2 separate regions of the Mus musculus genome follow, and region 1 is linked to region 2. Evidence: chromatin contacts called from public Hi-C data. All regions are on one chromosome and are shown on one strand. The core of a region is the stretch at or near the end of the contact, and the rest is flanking DNA. Distances in the headings are between cores, read along the strand shown. Region 1 overlaps Immp2l (IMP2 inner mitochondrial membrane peptidase-like (S. cerevisiae)). Region 2 overlaps Dock4 (dedicator of cytokinesis 4).

Region 1 (6,310 bases), core at 3,710-6,209, 790 kb before region 2:
TTTCTTGGTCTCTTTCTCTCTGTCTCTCTCATGATGAGAAAAAAGTGTCAATTGCTAAAACATATATTTGTATATTCTTTACTCGAAACCTCATTTTTATGCACTGACTCAACAGTATCAATATAAACAATCTCCTGCCTATAATTCTACAAGGCCAAAGGTTGTGCGTAAACTTTTAATTCTTTGGTAAGAAAGGAAGAAAGGAAAAAAGAAAGACTTCTATACTGCTGTAATAATTTCTACACTAGGTTAACAAAAGCTCAAGAAATATAAGTATTCAAGTTCTTATCCATTAGATAGTATTACTGGTCAGAGCCTAGTATTAATTTAGAATGTAAAATGTCATTCTTATTACAGAATAATTCATGGATCAATGTCAACCAGGCTAAAGGACTTTGGAGTTTTCTGAAAACCCTTCTGCTCAGGTTACCAGTGACTAAGGACAGGGTATAAATACCCACTGAGTTTTCAGCAACCACCACCCTGATCCCATTGAGAATAATAAATCTATTAGCTTTTGTATCTATTGTATGCTCCAAAACATTTTATCCACCAGTCTTTATCAGAATCCTAAATGTAAGCTTCTTTTAATATATTCCTCCTTTTGGGACCAAAAGCATCCCTAATTCACAGTTTACAGAAAAATACTAAAACCAAAATATATTCTTCATGGATAGACATACAGACACATCAGGGTTCTATAATTCTGAGCTGGTACACCAACCACAAAGATATTATTTAAAACACATCATGTAATTTTACTGAGGAAAAAAAATCAATCATTTCTATTCTCTTATAATGCTAAACCATTTGCTGGAATACAGTGTGACTCAATAATCTGTGATAGGCTACACTAATTTCCATATCTTTATCGGGCCATTTTATCAACGGCTTTAAAATGTTTAATTTCTAGTGATTCAGTGGATTTTTATTTCACTAATACCAGAGTTATTTTTAATAAATGAGGGTGTTTTGATGTCTCTAATATAGTCTTTCAACTTGGAAAGCAATTATCATGTAAATGTTTTTTTAGTAACAACAACAAAAAAGACCCATGATTGCCTGCCTCCAACTGCACTGCAATGCCAATGCCAATTCGGTTTTCACATAGTCTGGCACTGGACCATCCAACAAGAAGTGACTATGGTATGGGCAGGACCCAGACCCCTTCATCTTGCTCCTTCCTGAAGCCTAGAAGTTACTTTGCTTCTGGGGACACTCTTTAGGATACATCTAAACAGGGAAGATCAGCAACAACAGAAAATTAAATTCTATGAAGTGGCTGATAAAGGAGATTATACGTCACTCATTAGGCTTCTGTTCGATACAGTCTGTCTTGGCGATTGTGGATGATGCTGATCCTAGTGCATAATTAATACTAATCTCTTTCTCTCTCCAGAGTGTTACGGTTTAGGTGATAAATTATATGGTTATCCTGGCCATGAGGACTAAGAAGAATCTATATGCTTACTTCATTGTCATAGCTAACTACATGAAAGAACCGCAGATTCTAAAATAGAGGGCATGTTACAAGGCCTCACTGCTGATTGTCTAGGAAAGATCTGCGAAATAGACACACAGCACACAGCTGTCCCTACATGCAGAGTTGATGCTTCAGACATTTGAATTGTGGCTGACTTGTGTCAATGTGCTCTAATTCAGTGGGAGAATTTTTCTTTAGTTTATGCTTTTCTAAAACAGAGTTTCTGTGTGAGTCATAAAGAATTAATATGAAAAAGCAAATAGCTATGGTGGAACTAATAAGTATGTCAAAATGTTAATTTCATTAGCTTCTCACTGTTACTGTCATAGATAAGCATACACAGTGGGGTCAACACTATGAAACTAAGAGCTTCAGAGAATCAAAAAAAAAAAAAGTCACCTTGTGATTTTAACCAATGTTGACATTAAGATACAATATCCAGGCCCCTCAAAGTCTCCTCATTTCCAATCTTAGGTATTGGCTGAACTCGCTGAACAAAAACTTCTAACTCCATATTTTACTTTGTCAATATAAATCATAATCAGTGGATTATAAATAATGTGACTGCTTTTATCTGGGTCACTGGAAATAAATCAAAGTAGTCACCATGCATGCCATAAACAAAGGCCCTTAACTATTCTCATGCGAAGCTTGACTGCGCTTCAAGAGAGAATAATCTGAGTAGTTTTCAGAGTCACACTGTTGGTGGTTAATCTTTTTTCAGAGTAAACAGCAATCCTTTAAAGATATTGCCTGGCTATCTATGAAAATAAAACTGAAGTCCTTGCCTGGACCCACAAAGCTCTGGAAACCTGTAAAAGGGTTACCTCTAAAAATACCTCAACTTTCTTTGTTGTGTGTGCTGGCGTCTTGCAAGACCTTGAACTCTCACCTAATTTGTTTCCTCCTCAGGTTTGCATTGGTGAGTTCTTTGGTTTGATTATCTTTCATTTGCCCATGATGATTCACTGTCTCCTTCTTTTAATTTCCAAAACTTAGAGAAATTTGCAGTGAATCCCTTACCTAAAATCCACCTCTTTTTACTAACACCTCTCATATGTTCTTATCTTACCTGTGCATGTTCATGCATGTGCATGTAGACTCGCTCTCCATCCCCAACAACAGGCATGTATGCAAATGAAGGTTAAATGTTTCTTTTGTTCACTATGTCTCTCTAGTACCCATGTCAATGACCATTAAGTCGATGGAATTAAGGTTCACCAAGAGCATCCAATCTCTTACAATGATGCCATTTACAAAATTCATGCTTAAGAAACAAGCATATCAGTTATTTCGCATCATAAACTCAAAAATCATGTTTTCAGAATACAATTCTTTGTATTCTGTCCCACAGGACAGAAGGTGGACATACCTGCTCATGAACTGGTTAAATAACCAGATCATCCAACATTAATTTCAAAGGTTATATTGAAGTGTGTCTAAGCTTTTGAATTTAAAGTCTACTTTATCTGACATTTAAATAGATATCCTGTGCTGTCTCTGACTCTTTTGCCTACTACTGGGACCCTCCTCCTACTGGGTGGCCTAGTCCAGCCTTGATGTGATGGTATGTGCCTGGTCTTATTTGTAGCTTGTTATGCCATGTTTGGTTTATGTCACTGGAAGGGCTGCTCATTTCTAAGGGAGGGAGTGGATCTAGAGGAGAAGGGAAGTGGGGATAGAGACTTGGGGAAGGGAAGGGAAGAAACACTGCAGTCAAGATGTAATATATAGGAGAAGAATTTATATAAAAAATGGAATAAAAAGTGAATGCCTTCTGAGAAGTTAATTCTCAGTAGTATTGAAAAAATGTATAAAAACTTTCTGTATAGTTTTGGGGACTAATTAATTTTGATGTTTGGTGGTTTGAATATTCTTGGTCCATGGTAAATGGCCATACAAGGAAGTGTGGCTTTGTTGGAATAGGTGCGGCTTTGTTGGAGGAAGTATATCGCTGTGTAGGTAGCCTTTGGGGTCTCCAGCTCCACTCAGTATAGAAGAGAGCCTCTGCCTGGCTGCCTACAGAAGATGGTCTCTTTCTTCTGCCTGTGGATCAAGATGCAGAATCCTTGGCTACTCCAGCACCAAGTCTGCCTGCATGCTGCCATGTTTCCTCCCATGATAGACAATGGACTGCAATTTTTAAACTGTAAGCCAGTCCCAATTAAATGTTCTCTTTTCTAAGAGTTGCCTTGGTCATAGTATCTCTTCATAGCAATGAAACTCTAACTAGGGCACTATGTGATTTATTTATATTTATAATATCTTTTAAAATAAAAAAATAAAGCTTTCTGGGAGGGGAGCTAAAAATAAAAACAACCACAATTCTGTACTTTTATAACTAATATTTCCATTTTAGTCTATTTAGTCTGCAAAGATAAGTAGTATTTGTGAGCAAGGATGTTCTTCATAGCCTCTACAATTCAATAAAGCCAAGCTATTTCTGTAATTAAAAACAAAACGTTAAAAAGTTAATCTTCCTTAGGGAGTAGAGTCAAAGCCACTACTAAAGAGAACAGATTACAATGTCATTGAACTGAGACTTGAAAAGGTAGTGCTAAGCTAAGTGACTGCTAATTGCAATGCTCTGTCCTGGGATCCATCTCAGTATCTGTCATTCCACCCAACAAAACCCTTACAGTGGCTTTGTTTTAACTACAGGGTGCTTGCCAGGTCACTTGGCCTCTCTACCTGTGATGCTACACCAGAAAGGCCATCTACCCCAAATCAGCTGATCAGTTGGTTGACCAGCAGTCCATCTAATCCATACACCATAGCTCTGTCCCCTAGAGGGCATACTGAGACTTCCATCACATCATTGAGACATGAGGCACATCAAAAGAAGGCAGCAGGAAGCAATGGGACAAAGGTCAACTGAGAAAAATGGAGGCAATAGACAGAGCAATATGGATACAGGGTACAATGGACAGAATGAAACTAGAAGTCATAGTGTTACTCTCTTGCTATTCTTCAGGGAGCTGATTCTTGGGAACTGTTCCCCTTATTTTATGAGATATCTCCTCAGCAGGAACTCTAAAGAATACATTTTGTACATTTATAAGCGGAGGAAACTTAGCTAATAGAACACTACCTAGATAGAATACTGGGTTAAGTCTTTAACAGTGAACTTGACCTCTGAAAAGTTCGTACCTCCAGGCTGACCTCCGATTCTCTAGTTTTAAGTTAAAAATAGTCCATATATCATGGTATGTATACTAAAACCTAAAGGGGTTTGTTTGTTTATACTCTTTAGAAAATATCAAATTCTTCCCATGAAAGCAAATTCTGGAAAGTCACATTTGGTTTTAGTCTGCCTCCTAGGAAATTCAGTAGTATCCAAGGGAAAACAGGACTGAAAGGGCATGTCACACACCAGAGCCCTGGCTTGTCACAAGGGCACTGCTAGGCTAATGACCCCTGTGACTTACAGGAGCAACTTCCTATAAGCATTTTCAGATATGTAATTACCAGAAAGGGATCACAAACAGAAACAAGGAAGCTCATCAGGAAGTGTTTTCTTATCTCATTGTCTGGCCTTTTAACACCTATCAAGGCTGTTAGAAACCATTGTAGGTGTGTATTCTCTCACTAGTTTAATGTCTGAGAAGCTGAGATAACCAGGTGCTAAGGTTTGAAAAGAATAAAAAAGAAAGAAAAAGTAAGAAATGGGTTCTTCCCCACTGAAAGACATAAAGCAGTAAAGAATGGTTGTTTTTCTAATTAATTAACAAAAGGATTTTTGAAAAAGACTTTAAATTGGAAGGAAATCTTAGCTCTGAGTCCTTCCTCCTTTGTTTCACTCACTGCTCCATGATTGAGGTCTACAAACGGGGATGATAACTGGTGTCTGTTTGCAGTACTTCTTCTGCATGGGCTTCAACAGTATCCAGGAAGAAGGTGACTCCTACCCTGGTTAATCTCCTGCCTCAGCTCTGTCTGCCTCTGCAGTGTGAACCCAGTGTACACTTACAGAGTGAGGAGAGTAAAGCGTCATGTCTGCCCAGAGATCCACTGTAGAGTTTAATCTTGTGCAGACATCTCTAATGTCACATTGCTGACTGGCCAGCTGGTAATTCACAATGAGAAACAGCAAAGTTCCTTTTCAATTGTAATTTTAAAAGAATCCTGGTTCATTAACTGTCTTAATTTTATTTTATTACATGAATAATGTGTGTAATTTGATGAGTGTTTTAGTTTTGTAAGAATAGTTTTATTGACATGTAGTTCTTATAGTATATAAACAACCTCATTAAAATGTGCAACTCCATTTTTACATATCTAACTGTACAACTGTCAGCATGGTACCCTTTAGGATATCTCTATACCTCTTACAAACAAGCAAATAGCCCTGCACCCATTAAGAGTCCTATTCCCCTCTTCCATGCCTGTGGGAATCACTAACCTGTTTTTGGTTTTGTGCATTTCCCTATTCTGGCCATGTTTTTAAATAAAATCACAGTATTTTTCAGTGGTAAATGAGTCAGGAAACATTTTAAATGGTTTTGTAAATGTTTCTAATTCTTGGCTGGTGTAGAGAGAATAGCTGGGGTGCGGTGACTGCTTTTTTTATGCAGTCTATCACAATATCACACCTCTGGAAAGTTCCATCCTGCATGAACAATAGCAAAACAGTAAAATAAAACAAAACAAAAAGACAAATGGCATCCTTTGGTTATGAATAAAGTAGTTTTACTCTCACAGAACTGCAAAGGGGGTCTTGGGTGATCCTGCCAACATCTTTACACTGCTGATCTCAATTCTGCTCTAAAACTGACAGGGGCTCTTTCCATTTCGTTTGTTTTGTTTATATAATCATTAACACAAGTG
Region 2 (6,323 bases), core at 723-3,222:
TAGTGGATAAGGATCTTCTCAGCAAGGGAAGAGGAAAATGGAGAGGACAAACTACACAATGGCTCTCTAGAATAGATTCCTTGTAGAAGATGGTGCCATCAAGACATTGGCCAGTTAGTGAAAAAGTTACTGCTGTACACATATGATGCTTTGACTAGAAGGGTATGGCCCCAAACAGCTCCAATGGCCTTTTTTTCTTTCCTTTCCGTTCTTTTTCTGCTGATAAGGCTTCATGTAGTCAAAGCTAGACTTGAGCTCCATACACGGCTGTGGATGGCCATGAATTCCTTAGTCTCCTGACACCTCCTAAGTGCTTAGGTTATGTGTCTGTGCTGCCACGCTTGGCTCTCAAATCCTTTCTAAACCTCCAAGTCCAGATGCCTTTCATCACTCAACTGCTTGATCTCATAAAATGCTCCTGGGGGAAAGTGCTAGGAGTCGTTGGGAGACACCTTCTGTCTTTGGCCTGAACAGGGAAGACCAAGGCCCTGCAGGCAGCCTAGAGCAGGCCTATAGGGATGTTCAGTAACCCTTCCCTTTCACCTCACCTCCCAACATTCCCAGTGCAGACAGAAAGCTTGTCCACATCAGTACAAAGGGAGATAAGCTTCCCATTTCTTCTCTAATGCCTGTCCATAGGCCTTCCCTCAGTCCGCTGGGTGGGGAATTTGAGATATCACCATCATGGCAAGAGTGACTTCTGCTTCTCTGGGGTTTTCAGGTCTGATGCCAGGGACCCAGCATGTGTGGCATGTGCTCTTTTGTGTGCTTACAGATCACGTCTTGTTTCTAGACTGTAACTGCATAGCATAAAAACAGCTTGTGACCCAGTCGACGGGGCGAGGCCAAGCCGTCCTTCCCACTTCCACACAGAGTGATTTTGGCGAATGTGAGCTCTGTCCCTCTGTGATTTCCTGCCACTCTTCCAGCCATCACACTGAGGTCTAGAACTCATAAAAACCTACCGAAAGGCTGAAAGGAAGAAAGACAGACAGTTGCACAGCCCCACAACACTGACCACAGATGATGACATCAGGACAGACCATGAAAGCAATCAGTACAGAAGGGACAGCAGCCCTACCAATCTATGTGGGAGGAGAAGGGTTGCCCAGCTGTGCTGAGCCCTAAGAGACCACAGAGGGTGGTCCATTATCACACTGCGGGGTTGGGAGGTCTCATCTACACAAGCCAGCTCCTACTTCTGTTCCCACACGTTGTGAGTGCTGACTAGGAAGAAAACCACATATGTACAGAGAAATCGGCCACATCTGCCACTACTGTCACTGAGGTCAAGGCCTCCTGTGTACTTGACTTGGTCTTAGACATGGTGCAGGCCTGGCACCTAGTGCTCTTTCTCCGAGCTATTTTTCTGGAAATGTACTTTCTATAAGCCTAAAATAGACCCACCAGCTTCTTTTTGTCTCAGACGCCCAGCTAGCACTGATAATATTTATTCCTTTGTAAGAACTATCAATCTTATTTTCCCTTAAAAATACCTTTCAAGTTCCCATATTCACGGGCACAACCAAGCCTTTAAATAACGAGACTGTCTGAATGTACATGGATCAGCAAAGAAATACAAATGATTTGGCTGATGGGCCCTCATTTCTACAATCAGACCGATATACTAATACCGATCAAGAGGATTAAATTCATCCCTCATTCTGACCCTGCAGAAACTATTCAAAGGATGAGAAGCTACGATGTAGCAAGTGACACCGAGTGCTCAGACTAGGGCACTCTGCTGAGGAAATGGTACCACATTTTCTTTGGTTCTTAGGCCGGCTATACCTGGAAAGCTCCAGCGATGTAGGAAAGTGCTGACAAGATCTGGTTACTGGAAAAGGCAGTCAGTTCAAGCTTCTCTTAAAACTGCTCCGCATGCAAGTCACCAAGCAAGTGGTGTATGTTCAGAGGGAAAGTTGGCCTTTTCCCAACAGAAGCTCATGAAAGCCAGCTCTGCTTCTGTCTGTGATTCTCTGGGGACCCAGGGCCAGGCTGGAAGTTTCCCAACCATTTTCAGCACTCAGATGTTAGTGAGCAGAAGCAGCCCACAAATGGCCTGGTAAAATGCTGGCCCCAGCCTCATTTCAGGAACATAATCTACTGGCTCAGAAGACCTGAGGCTAGACGTACGTTAGGATGTGCTTCGTGAGCCACAGTTACAAGAGATGCAGGTCCACGCTTTAGCCCTTTGAGCAACACCACTGCCGGAAACAGAGCTCTGAGAGCAGCAGATAACTCAAGGTGTCAGAGGCTCCTCAAAGCCACTGAGGGTTGGCTCTCGAGTCAGCTGAAACATTGATGTCATCGGGGAAGATTATAGAAAGCGGCCGAGTTAGCAGAGATCAGTGCAAGCGAAGGGCAGAGGCCAGTGGCCCATCAAGCAACAAGGGTTGAACATGGAGCCAGGAAGAAGATGGCATGCTCAAATTCTTCCGAGGGGCTTATTAGAAGGGACTGTTGTCTGACTGTATGGCAGAAGAACAGGGAAAGGAGGAGCCAACTAGAGGCAAATGATGTTGCTAGCAAACTGAAATGCTCAATATACTTATTATATGAAAGTGATTATTCAAATGCTTCAAATACCCACCAGTCTGTGTGGGCCTTGGAGGGACAGGGGGAGAGATAAGTTTCCCACTGTCCGACATGTTCTTGGCTTCTTTCCCACTGTCCAGGCTCCAGCTGCTAGGGGTGGGATTCACAGCTGGAAGGGAATAACACAGCTAAACACACAAGAGCCAGCTTTGCCTTTCAAATGCTTGAGATCTTAGGAGTCTGGCAGAATTATCCAGAACGTAGTCAAAAAGACCACAAAACCTTAAGCAGTAACCAAGCAGGACACTTCCCCAATATTAAACCTCTCTCTAATTGGTTACCTAACAGAGCTGACATTTAATTGAGTAACAGCAGGTCTCTTTATTTCCCTCAAGCTGTCAAACAGAACTGCAAATCTCTATGCCAGGGAGTAGCAACCTGCTGAGAATTCCAAATGTGTTTAGATGCTGAGAAATAGATGGAAAATATAGTCATCAGCCTATTTGTAGAAATGTCTGAACAAATGGCCATCTAAAGGAGGTGATGAGGCAAAGGGCACTCTCTTATTTCAACTGTGTGGCAGAAGTACCAAGGACAGGGTTGAGGGTGCCACACTGACCAGTCCTGTCAGGAAAGGATGAGTTCCAAATGGACAGATTACACTAAGTAAGTCCTGAGAAAACCACTTGGACTGCTGATAACGTCATTGTTACTTTGCAATCCATCTGCTCCAGGCATCACGGTGTAGGAATATAGACAGCTCTGCTAGGAAGCAGGGCAGGACACACAAGGTTATGAAACACTCCACAATGAAGTTTCTAATAGTAAAACCAGCGTTCCCGCTTGCTTCCCGTGCAGATACTGCCATCTGACGGACGCAGTGAGAATTGCCACGTTTTATTCCTCCAAGTTACTGCTTTGATTTAATGGGGTGGAAATATTTTAAACATTATTTTTTTTTCTCTATTTCTTTTATATTTGCTGGGTAGTTTTCTTTAGTAAAGTTGGTAAAAATAACAGCACATCCCTAGTTTCTCCTGGTGAAGATCAATGCTTGACTTACAACATTAAAGCTAATTCCATGCTTTAAAATAATTTTGGCTAGGCCCTCACTAATTTTCATCTCCCTTTGGGAAGTTTTAATGTTAATCTATCAGTGTACCAAAATGGTAATACAGCCTAGTTCTTAATGGGGGCAATTAAAGTGCACTTTACTGGGACATTTCATTAGTGAGTCTTGATTCATTAGCCTGCGAGACTGCTATTTTTGAGGCCTGACCCTGAGAGGCAAACGGGTGACTTTGCAAGTCCCTGCACCCACAGTGGAGGAAGCGACATTTAATCTGCTCTTCCTGGTCTGTGTGTTGCTAATTGGCTTCTTAGCTCTATGCATGCATTTGGTGTGTGCATCTTATTTGTGTGTGCTTGACCTTGAGGCGGGCCCCACTCCATTATGCGTCTGATCGCAATGCTTGCATGGCATTTAATGGTACAAGAGCCTGTGTGAGTGACCACCAACAACAGTTGAGCTGGCTGAATATGAGCTTTGTGAAGGAGACAATGGATGGGGTCTGTGGAATCAATCTGAGGAGTAGCTACTTTCATTGTGTGAACTAGTGGCTTAATTGGCAACTTTGCTTCAGGGAGAGCAGGCTTGGCCTGGGCTCGCTGAACAACAGAAAGCCATTACACAAAGGAGCTTCTAATTTGCTCAGAGCTTAGGAGTTTATGGAGAATGGATCATGATAAACTGCCTTTCACTAATTGCCTAAAGATCACACTCACCCTGATCATTAACAGTCTAGAGCTCTACCTGCCACACGGCACACAGAAGACTGGGGGAAATGAGGACACAACAAACCCTGACACATTCTAGGACCTACAAGGGGTGGATGACTGGTACCCACCTTTCTCAGGTGCAGAAAGGTTGGGGTCACTTCGAGGCAAGGCCCCATCTCCAATATGATTAAACAGCATCCTCTGGAAAGGGAGAAGAGTCCATTTTTATGATATAATATGCTGAGGTAGGATGCCTTTTAGAAAATGAGATGGTTATCTCCTTATGAAACTCTTTGCTCAAAACATTTTCTATATGGTATAATGAGCCTAGGAACAAATAATTAAACTCTATTTAAGGAGAAAAGGGGAAACAGAGTCTTAGGTTTTCTGAAAGAAACATAATAAGAAATGGTGTTTTACATTAAATATAAATGGTAAATAATTACTCATAATAAACATAGGGAAAATTAATAGTAAGAATTCGCTAGGTATGATGTTCTTTACAAGTGTATACTGCTAGACTGGCAGTATGACATGAATAAGAATGAAAGGAGAAATATTAATTTAAAAACCTACTATATAGACAAACTTATAGTTCAAATACTATAATAGACAAAAATGAGCTAATGAATATTCTATAATTTTAACCTACAAAATTACCAATATTACATAGCTCTACCTAACTCATGAAAAGAAAAAGTGGAAACCTACAGCATTATACATTATTATAATTTTGGTAACATATATACTGATTCAAATTTTACCCAAGACAGATAACTCAGGACTAATCAAGGAAGCCTTTCAGAGTTTCCCATGCTGGCACATGATCTCTTAGAGCAGATGAAACAAACTGAAATCCCCTTGCAATGCCAGTGACAACGGGAAATAAAATTGGTTAGCTGGTTCAGGCAAACGCACTCAGAAATCATTTCTGCAAGACATCAGTGCTGCGCAGAGGAGGTATCCTGGGCCTTTCGGGAAGATCACACAATCAGCAAAGATAAACCAATCAAGCCAAATCCCACTCGCTCTCATCCAATTCCAGATGCAGCTACAGACTTCTGCCAGGATGGTGTAGAAAAACAGAGAAATTAGCTGGAGCAGAAACAAGGAGTTTTCTCTGCTCTTAAAATTAGTCCCAAATAAACTGTGAAAAAAACTCAGGGATACAACACGAATCTTCAACTTCGTACCCACCCTCCAATGCACATACGTTGCCCCTGGACTGGGCCTGTGGCCCATGCTCACTCAGGTTTTTGAAAGCGAGGTTTGAGTGACCGGCGGAACCACATTCCCTAGCTCGTATGACATCTCCAGGACACAGCCCCTTTCCTGGTAATCCATGGAAGATCAATGGCAAAGGCAAACAGATTGCACCTACATTCTTGGGGAAAGGAGTCAGCTGCAGCTCTTCCCAATAGCTATGGACAAACAGGAAGGTCTGGGCAGAAGCAGGAGTCTTCCCCTAAATTCAGTTGTTCTTCCCTCCCCAGACTTCTACTCATACACATGCAAACACACACACAGATGGTTTATTCACTGGCTTTTCCTTGGAATGTTGTTGTAGCAGCCATGAACCAGGTTGAGATCAAGGGCCAGGCAGTCCCTCTCAGTTTCACTGTCAGGGCTGTGACCCAGATATCCCTCTAGAACAGTGGTTCTTTAATCTATGGATCCTGGCCCTATTGTGGGTCACATCAGATATCCTACTCAACCTGTGGGTACCATCAGATATCATGCATATCAGATATTTACATTATGATTCATAAAATTTACAAAATGACAGTTATGAAGGATTTATAACAGTAGCAAAATTACAGTTAGGAAATAGCAACACAGTAATTTTATGGTCGGGGGTCACCACAGCATGAGGGACTATACTCAAGGGTCACAGGATTAAGAAGAACCACCGCTCTAGAAGGATGAGTCAGATGGTGCTCCAAACAATGGGCAGAGACCAGAGGTGGACTGACAAGAGTCTTCTTCCAACTGGCCTTGTCACTGGT

What was found. Hi-C and Micro-C count contacts between places; a contact is called where the count stands out from the background.
Region 1: a Hi-C map of the N1E-115 cell line shows a contact between it and region 2, with 8 times the contacts expected there. The contact joins two enhancer-like sites. A contact is called at or near these places in 3 of 15 datasets of contacts at CTCF or cohesin (embryonic stem cells, large pre-B cells and pro-B cells), 5 of 484 Hi-C or Micro-C datasets (the N1E-115 cell line and embryonic stem cells) and 2 of 115 datasets of contacts at active chromatin or transcription factors (embryonic stem cells and large pre-B cells).

What each region holds. Positions count from the first base shown.
Region 1 is chr12:41,629,545-41,635,854 of GRCm38.p6, reverse strand. All of the region lies in intron 5 of Immp2l (IMP2 inner mitochondrial membrane peptidase-like (S. cerevisiae)), which reads right to left. Among named protein-coding and RNA genes, the nearest start is that of Gm40412, 25 kb to the right of the region's middle. Within about 2 kb of position 4,959, at least 2 of the 459 cell types and tissues checked have an H3K27ac peak or open chromatin away from gene starts, as enhancers often do. A contact at or near this core is called in the N1E-115 cell line, where this site is marked.
Region 2 is chr12:40,834,825-40,841,147 of GRCm38.p6, reverse strand. It overlaps Dock4 (dedicator of cytokinesis 4), which reads right to left. Exons shown (of 53, transcript NM_172803.2): 50 at 4,446-4,518; 51 at 2,594-2,707. Among named protein-coding and RNA genes, the nearest start is that of Immp2l, 190 kb to the left of the region's middle. Within about 2 kb of position 1,972, at least 19 of the 459 cell types and tissues checked have an H3K27ac peak or open chromatin away from gene starts, as enhancers often do. A contact at or near this core is called in the N1E-115 cell line, where this site is marked.